Regions from separate parts of the Danio rerio genome. Here region 2 is linked to region 1. Evidence: chromatin contacts called from public HiChIP or PLAC-seq data. All regions are on one chromosome and are shown on one strand. Each heading gives the region's core, a stretch centred on a gene start, on an enhancer-like site or on the middle of the called end of the contact. The rest is flanking DNA. Distances are from core to core; before and after follow the strand shown. Region 1 holds the start of zgc:162193. Region 2 holds the start of si:ch211-11n16.2.

The links. HiChIP or PLAC-seq counts read pairs in DNA pulled down with a chosen protein or histone mark.
Region 2: a contact with region 1 is called in an H3K4me3 HiChIP or PLAC-seq map of embryo, with 4 times the contacts expected there. The contact joins the promoter of si:ch211-11n16.2 here to the promoter of zgc:162193 in region 1. A contact is called at or near these places in 1 of 18 Hi-C or Micro-C datasets (caudal fin) and 1 of 4 datasets of contacts at active chromatin or transcription factors (embryo).

The regions. Positions count from the first base shown.
Region 1 is chr15:16,237,948-16,242,489 of GRCz12tu, forward strand. zgc:162193 reads right to left here and starts at 2,602. Exons shown (of 8, transcript NM_001089327.1): 1 at 2,573-2,602; 2 at 1,622-2,376; 3 at 532-1,523; 4 at 352-446; 5 at 42-255. The coding sequence starts at 2,238.
Region 2 is chr15:16,404,293-16,408,527 of GRCz12tu, forward strand. si:ch211-11n16.2 reads left to right here and starts at 1,611. Exons shown (of 12, transcript XM_073923421.1): 1 at 1,611-1,700. It overlaps dpf1 (double PHD fingers 1), which reads right to left and starts at 1,599. Exons shown (of 12, transcript NM_001328069.1): 1 at 1,412-1,599. The coding sequence starts at 1,521.

The DNA of each region.
Region 1 (4,542 bases), core at 1,352-3,851:
GCAATCGACTGTAATGCTTGTTGAAATTTCCGAATTCTTACCAGACTTGAAGTATGGAGCCTGTACTGCAGTCTGCACAACAATTTCCACCCCATCCACCTTGGTTTGGGAAGGTGCTATTAGGTAGATTAGCCCTCCCCACAAATTCCAGACCTGCACCATTTCTGAATCCAAGGGGAATCGTGCATGGACTACAGGTGCCCGCTTCAGGGTGTTTGATCCACCAATGTTGTCTGTCTGGCAACCAAGCTGCACCTGCATAGAGTGTCTCCTTATGTAAATAAAGTTCTCAAAGTTCTATGAGCATCAGGACTTTATCTAACATGACAAATGACAAAATTTTTAGATCACCTGCCAATTTTTTCCAACAATCTCTGGAGGTACTGCTATGTATGTCTTCATACCAGGAGAAAGATATAAGCCTGTGCTTATCCATTCTTCACAACCTGAAACAAGTAATTGAAACATTTAGAGTGCACATAAATTACAAACTTGAACATTTTCCCCTTACATTTGGTGCAAAAACTGTACCTCCAGTGTTGGCAGTAATCCGAACTCTTGCATTTGACAAAGTTGGCAAGTTGGGTCTGTCCTTGATGATGTAGGGAAGAAGGGCGTCGGGATCAGGCGTCACTTTGTAGACCTCAGTACCAATGTGGAGCATCAGGTGGTCTTTGGGACTTTCAACAGGGCAGTTACTACACACCTGTGGAACACCTACTTCCTTTACTATGTCACTAAGAAGAGCTACCACTGAGGTGTAAGCAGCACTGTCATGACAACGCATTTGAAGGTAACTGGCACAGTCAGTGCCCAGCTGCTTCAAACAGCCCTGTTCTCGATCAGTCAGCTCTTGCCCTTGGCTTACATGCTGAGCAAATCTCTGCAGCATGCTTCGAAAGTGGTACCCATGTTTACAACTATGCTCTATTTCTGGAGCTTTATATAACCCTCCACCCAAGGTGTTTCCCAAGAGGCACAATCCCATCTTGTTAAGAATGTGATTTCCGGGGTATTCAGTCATCACATTGGAGCCCCAGTGGGTCTGAGCCCAGTACCAGGCATGACCCCCAATAAGAAGACCTCCACCTTCTGCAACAAATTCCTGAATCTCTGCACACTGTGCATCACTGTAGGAAGTGCAGACGTAGACGCTTAGATCTTCTCTGAAACCGGTCAATTGACAGTCTAAACCAGATTTGCTCAGTACTGTATGGGCTGCAGTGAGGTTGGGTACGATCCCTACAACACCCTTGCGACCCTCATCAAGCCACTTAATAGCATTGATCATAAAAGAGGACAGAGAGTCTCGGCCCATGTACCCTTCATGGGATACCACAATTACTCGCCCTTGTCCATAATAGGCACCAGCAATGAATGTTTTTCCATTTGGAGTGACCGCAATGGGAAACGCTAATGGTCCGTGCACCATCACCTCTGATGCTATAGCCCCACCTTGAGTGTCAAACTCAGACACACCTTCCAGCAGGAACTCTAGGTCCTCTTTAAAGTCTTTGCCTATTCTGAAAAGAAGCAAATAAACACAATTAGTCAAATGTTGGTTTTGATTTAAAAAAAAAAGGATCAGTGGGAAATATTTAAATATGTCTCCTGGACTTACGCCACGGCAAGCCAACTAGAAGGGATATTTCGAGGAACAGGAAAGGTGCCGACTTCTCCTTCAAGCTCTGAAAAGTAAATGCCTGCAACACTGCACACCTTGTTTCCTGGAAAGTTCCTGATAGTGTTTTCCTGTGGGTGTTCATAAGACCAACTCCATGCTTGTCCAGCAATGATCAAACCACCCCCAGCTTTGAGGAAAGCAATCAGATCCTTTGCAGAGCTCTCAACACTGTACGCATCAGTGATATATATAGCGAACCTATCTTGAAAGTCTCCTAGTTCTGTCTTGAAAGGGCTGTAGTTCAAGTTTTCAGCTACTGTTCGTAAACTTTTCTGAATCCCTACAACTCCAGCATCTCCGGTACATGGCATGAGCCACATTATGGCATTCTCTATCAGCCCAGGAAATCGTGTTAAGTATTCTTCATGTCCCAGCACTACAATGCGACCCCGACCGTAATGAGATGCAGCCATGAGCACCTGACCTCTTGGATTCATGGCAAGTGGAAAGGCATGCTCTCCTATTAGTACAAGATCACTGGGGACTGCGTTCCCCTGCAAATCAAGCTGTTGCATACCAGACATGAGAGTGTAGTAGTCCTGTTCACGTGCCATGGTGGATTACTTCGGTTTAGTAAGATGACTCAAAACAAACTCTCTTTGGTTACAGTCAGCTTTAGAAAGTCTGAGAATTTGAATTGTTCAACCAGAGCTTGTGTATGCAGTAAAAATGAAAGTGATCAATTTTCACTCCTACACAAAAACAGAAAATGAAAGGAAAAGGTTGCACATATTTAAAAACGTTTTGTTCATGTAATTCATGAAGTTGTACTACATTGCTTTATATATAGAACTATCAATAGATCGATCACAATTGTCAATACATATATAAACCTAATCTCAGAATTTCTACTTTATCCTAAATAGAGAATTCAGCACACATACTCACCTTCGTCTGCAGTGACATACCACATCAGCGGACTTTCCGTCAGAGCTGTCTAACTACTAAGAGAATGTGCTTGTGGCTACGACTGTGGCTCACCTATAGGAGCACACCCAAGGAGCACGCCCATAAGTACACCTTTTTCACCTTGTTTGTTCATCCAGAAACCACAATCAACCACTCCTTCTACACAATTTGAAATTTATTTCAGCCTTAATCCCCTATTTAGTTCTCCTTGAAGTACAGACAAGTGTACTGCAAGGAGAGTAAGCAAGGTAAACATGCTTGCTTTGAGTAAATATGCAGCACTGCTTTAAAATAAAAATGCAATTGTATATACCCATATAGGACTGCACATTACATTGTAAATAGATCTTAAGATTTTGTTCCCACAACTTGTTTTCTTCACTTGTTTCCTCAGTTAATGCACTACATAGCTTTTCCCCCCAATGAATAGTTCAAAAGTTCACCCTCACATATAATCTGATTGAGCAAGTAAGTATATTTGGTGTGCTTGAAATTCAGCCCGAACCCAGAAAACTCCCCCTATCCATAAAATGGGATGAGAAATAGATTAAGGCCGAGGAGCAGAGGTGGAAGAGGGATGCCAGAAAAATCTCACGAGAACGAGAGGAGTTGGCTGGATGTATACACATATCAAAGTAGTTATGTAAACAAGTTATTCCTGTGCTGATTTGCATGATTATCATACTCCTCCTAAACTTTTTAAATAAAACTTTAGAAGTGAGTTGACATTACTTGCTAAAAGTCACAGCCAGTCTGCAGATTTTGAGATGTCAAAGTTGAAAAAATGGACAGAAATATGCATAGTGTATGATGGGCACAAACACTTTATTTAAGCACCAGTCGTTAATTCTAGACAGAGGATGTCAAACATATTTGATATACATCTACAAGTCCTGGGAACAATTCTTAATTGGTAGCCATCTTATTTATTCTTTCTTTTGTATTTGCCAATTTTAACTGATCTGTTTGTTTTGCATTATGCTAAGTAAAGAAGTTGTTTATCAAGATATAATTATTAGCAGGATATCCTATCTTGTGTAAACTGAAGATTTATCTTCTAACAGTTGGAAGGGCGCACTCAATCTTTATTTTGTGAACTTTTACAGACTTTTAGGTACTACATATAGTTGCTAACACCCTTTTCTATGCAAAAAGCATTTTTAGAAACAGGTTTTTCTGACTGTTGTGATACAATGTGTTGCAAAAGACTGAAGGATTTTTTATTTAACATGCTCTGTAGTTTTCTTATTGTAAAACGATTCTATTATATAAATAACAATAACTAAAAGAGCTAAGTTTATGACTATTAACTTAATCTCACAATTCTCAAGTTTATATCGTGGAATTCTGAGCTTATTTTTCACTACTCCAAGCTAATATCTTGCAATACTGAGTTTCTACCTTTTAATTTCTTATATTTTTTATCACAACTGTTTTGTTTTTCCTCAGAATTCTAAGTTTATATTTCAGAGACATCCAATACCTATAAATCTTATAATTCAGACTTTTTTTGCATTGTGATTTTCTCACTAAGATTACATCTTGCCAGGGGTGTACTGTGACACAATTTGAGGCTGGGAAATGCCACATCCATCCCGGCCATTGTTTTGGTAGATGAACATTGATTTGAAAAAATAAATTTGTCAAACATATCAGTATAAAGAGTGAGACTCTTCACTGTTTGTCAACCATTTCCTCCTAACACATTCACTCTTTGTTGAAGAACCAGGAAATATCTTGTTTCAAGCTTTTCTGAGGACTGTGAGTTTACTAGTGCGACTTAAAATATAACAATTTGAAAGACTAAAAAGTTTTACACCTCATAAACCGGCCACATCATTTTCGAAAACTTCAACATTAGTTTGATAAATACCATGAGGGATATTTTAAAATAAAAATAAAAATGTTAATGATTTAGGATTTATGACGAGTGCAGTCCAAAAGCACCG
Region 2 (4,235 bases), core at 361-2,860, 170 kb after region 1:
CTCTTTATTAGTTACAGCATGCAGGGTTAATCGTCCCATCACTGATTCAAAAAGAAATATATCAATACATCAGCTTATAAACAGGATGTTGTGTAGAATTAAGTTTACTTTAGACATGTATTTGAGTCTTCATATATATAATAGTACAATTTAACTAATTCAACAGTCTTTCTCAAATATGTTCCACTATAGCCAAAATTATTCATATTCCATTTAAGCTGTTAGCGAAATCTTTATTTCAGGTATATATTTTTACAATAAATCCAACAAAAACAAGATGTGCAATCCACAATGTCAATTACATGTGACCATGGATCACCAAATCAGTCTTCAAAAATTTCCAAATATCATAGATAAATTAATACATAGATACCGTATTACTATATTAAACATATTTAGACACACGATTTTACCTTTGGGTAACATTTTAAAGTGTGTTTTGAGCTCAATTGTGACCAAAATACAACGTTGTGGAGACGTGCTGGGTCAAGGTAGGCAGTCGTGGTAGTTACCGGAGGGAGATACAACCTCTCAGGTTAGGAAACCCGGCACAAGTGCTATGCCCCTTTATGAGATATTGAAGCTACAGTCTCATATTCCTGCCAAATACAAACACGTCTCCTCACTCGGAAGGTCCCCGTCTCTAACAGATGAATGTAAAGCAATTTTTGGCACTGAGCCCGTGTGGCGTCTGCGTGCCGCACGCCGAAAAAATGTGTCAGTGTGCACAAAGGAATCTAATGGAAACTTCACGGAATGTGCATTGATGCAACGGCGCACCAGACATAGCAAATGTTACGCGCAACTAAAATGTCACGCTAAAACATGTGTTTGTTTCAGGATTAGCATTGATGTTTCGTATTTACAATGTCATTTCTACAATCTACGTTATCAACGCGTGCGATGTAACCATTAAAACACATTGTGTTAAATTGTAACATTGGCTAGTATGCAGCTAGACAGCCAGTGTTGTCTTCTGCATGCTCATTTCATTTGGCATCGCATACGTGTGCAAAAAAATGTTCGAGCATCATCATCATCATCATCGTTTGTCCAGAGAGTCGGTGACCAGTGAACTCTGCGATTCCATTAGCAACAACTGTAAGTTCCTAGTGATCAATACCGAGCAGGGACGCCGGGTCAACATTCTCAACATTCCTCCATATCACTGTGCATATGCAGAAATGACACCCGAGACTCTGCACTTTACAACGTGCCACATTTGCCCAGATGACAAAATGTCGTCGCATGCATTATGATTTATTGCATTTCAACATGCATTGGTAGTTTGAGCCTCGCCGGCATTTTATACTTTTTAAAGGTGTTTGCATATTTGTGAATAAGAGCGAGCGCTGTTTGTTGCATGGCATGCATTAGTCAAAGCATCAAAATAGAAATATTTTTTACTTACGATTTCAGAGGATTTTGGACCACTGTGGCCATTTTGATATAGAATGATACAATGTAAGACTGCAGATCCCCGGTATTGTACATGTAATATAGCAGCAATTTCAATTTCATTCATTCTCTGGGGCTGCGGCTGGATCGGTCAGCCAATGGGAGCGCGGCTGCCTGATGGTCAGTGCGGGGAAATGTAGTTTTTATTCCCTGAAGCAGTCGGGACTCGTCGGCGCGCGTGCTACAAATACCACAATGCACCGCGGTTAACTGTATTCTAGTCCCGCCTTGATTTTGTGTGGGTAAGCCAAAACATCTACTGTAAATTCAAGGTTGGATTGCTGGACTGTCTGTCAGTATTTTTTGTTGCCTCATGTTGGTAGCTTCTTTGATTCGCAGAGGAATAGTTTCAGAGTGATTGCAGCAAAATCAAGCCGTTCGTTCTTGTGTTGTATATTTCATCTTTGAGATTAGCAGATTTGGGTAGTCATTGGTCATTATTATTTTATTACACAGCATTTTTCTGCATGTGTGCTATGTTTAGTCAGATGCATGTATATTTGAATACACATTTTTTTCCATTGACTTCTGATGGGTTTTGTGCCTGGGCTAAATAGTATAGTATATTATAAATATACTATAAACAGTATATTTATATCTGAACCCTGATCAATCTTTTCTGCATCATTTATAACAATTATTTCACCAATTTATGTATTGATTTTATGGTAAAGCAGTTTTTCTCATATATACATATGGTTGTTACCAAATGAATAATTAATCCTACAATACTATACCAGCTGAAGAATCACGATACCAAGTAGTATTGTGATACTGTAATTTATATGTCAAATTGTCAAAAATAAAAGAAAATTGTCAAAAATACTATATTTTATGTTATAATAGGCCTACTTGAATTAAATTCATAATTACTTTAAAGCCAAAAAGTATTATTTGCACCTCACTAAGATATATTCATTCTTTTGGTTTATTTTGTAGATAAACTGACCAACAAGAATACATTAATATAAAGATACAAATGATACCAAATGAAATTTGTTACAAAAGTGCATTTTTTCCAACTAAATTAGGCTATATGAAGTGGTCCAAAATTCTTTACTATTTGCTATTTTGGGTTTCAGGTAACAATCCAAAGTAATTCAAAACGTCACTTTGTGAGATGTGTTTTTAAAGAGATTGTTGCAGTTGTTGTAGCTACTAAATTATATTAACAGGAACAGAAATGACTCGATGTGCGTTTGAGCTGAAGCGTGAGAAAACGTGCAATAGGCTACCATATAAGGCGCAAATTCTACTGTTTTGCAACCTTAAAGGGCTCCACAGACTATTAAAATAAAATGGTCTATTGTTCCACAAGCGTGTGAGCATTTTAGTGTCTCTACGACATGCAACATTATCTATTGTAGCTAAACCATTAATGACGATACTACCGTTGACAAACTACAGTGGCACCATTTTGAAGCCACAGTATCACGACACTACCATAGTACCAATAAACCGTGCAACCCTAATATATATAAATATATATTAATAATTTTTTTTATTATTATTTATTGAGGTTAAGTAGGTTTTTTATTCTCACATTCATTCAATATTGTTTACAACGCTAATTTGAATACTGGGTCTGAAATTACATATGACTTCAAAACAACATCAGCACTATTTACTTGACTGTGAACAATGCTGTACTTTGATAGTCATTGGCTGCTAAAATGATTTCGCCACTTAGAATTTGCAAATAATACTTTTCTGAAATTATATTATTAAGCAAAAAGTCAGAATGTGCAAGTATAAATCCAGCTTTACCCCAGTATATATGTATTTTGAGGCTGCTCGATATTGGAAAAATCTAACATTGCGATATTTTATATGAATACAATTTCAGCAGATGACTTAAATAGCTCTATTTGGAATGAAATCATTAACTTTGATTGAAATAATCTTGCAGAGGAGAGAATCAAAGATATTGCAAAAATAAATAAATAAGATAGAGCAAAGATAAAAGTGAAATAAGTAGTCAGATATCCAGGTATTACGATATGATACAACATTATCATGATGTTTTTCCCGATTGTGATAGATCACGATCAATATATCACAAGAAAACCATCCACAATATATCATGACATTAGTAAATGAAGTGGGAAAATGCATCAAAAAAGTTATTAGATGTATTTCTTTTATTAACATCACACACAGTTGAAGCCTGAATTATTAGGCCCCGTTTAAATTGTTTTTTATTTTTTCGTTTTTTAATATTTCACAAATGATGTTTAACAGAGCAAGAAAATTTTCATAGTATGTCTGATAATATTTTTTCTTCATATATTTTTTGATAGTCTACAGAACAAACCATCATTACACAATAACTTGCCTAATTTCCCTAACTTGCCTTAAACTAATGAACCAAGTTAAGTCTTTAAATGTCACTGTAAGCTGTATAGAAGTGCCTTGAAAATATCAAGTCAAATATTATTTTCTGTCATCATTGTAACGATAAAATAAATCAGTTATTGGAAATGAGTTATTAAAACTATTATGTTTAAAAATGTGTTGAAAAAATCTGCTCTCCGTTAAACAGAAATTGGGAAAAAATAAACGAGGGCGCTAATAATTCAAGCGGGCTAATATTTCTGAATTCAACTGTATATATGTAATGCAATGTAGTGCAAGTTAAAAATACAAATAATACACTTGAAATAAATGTGTAAAAAAGGAAAATTCCTTCACATTATTATAGTCAGTCCTTTAAGCCCTATTCTAACTGATAATTTCATAAAAGTCCAACATTCTGAATCTGCTTGTACATAGGGAAA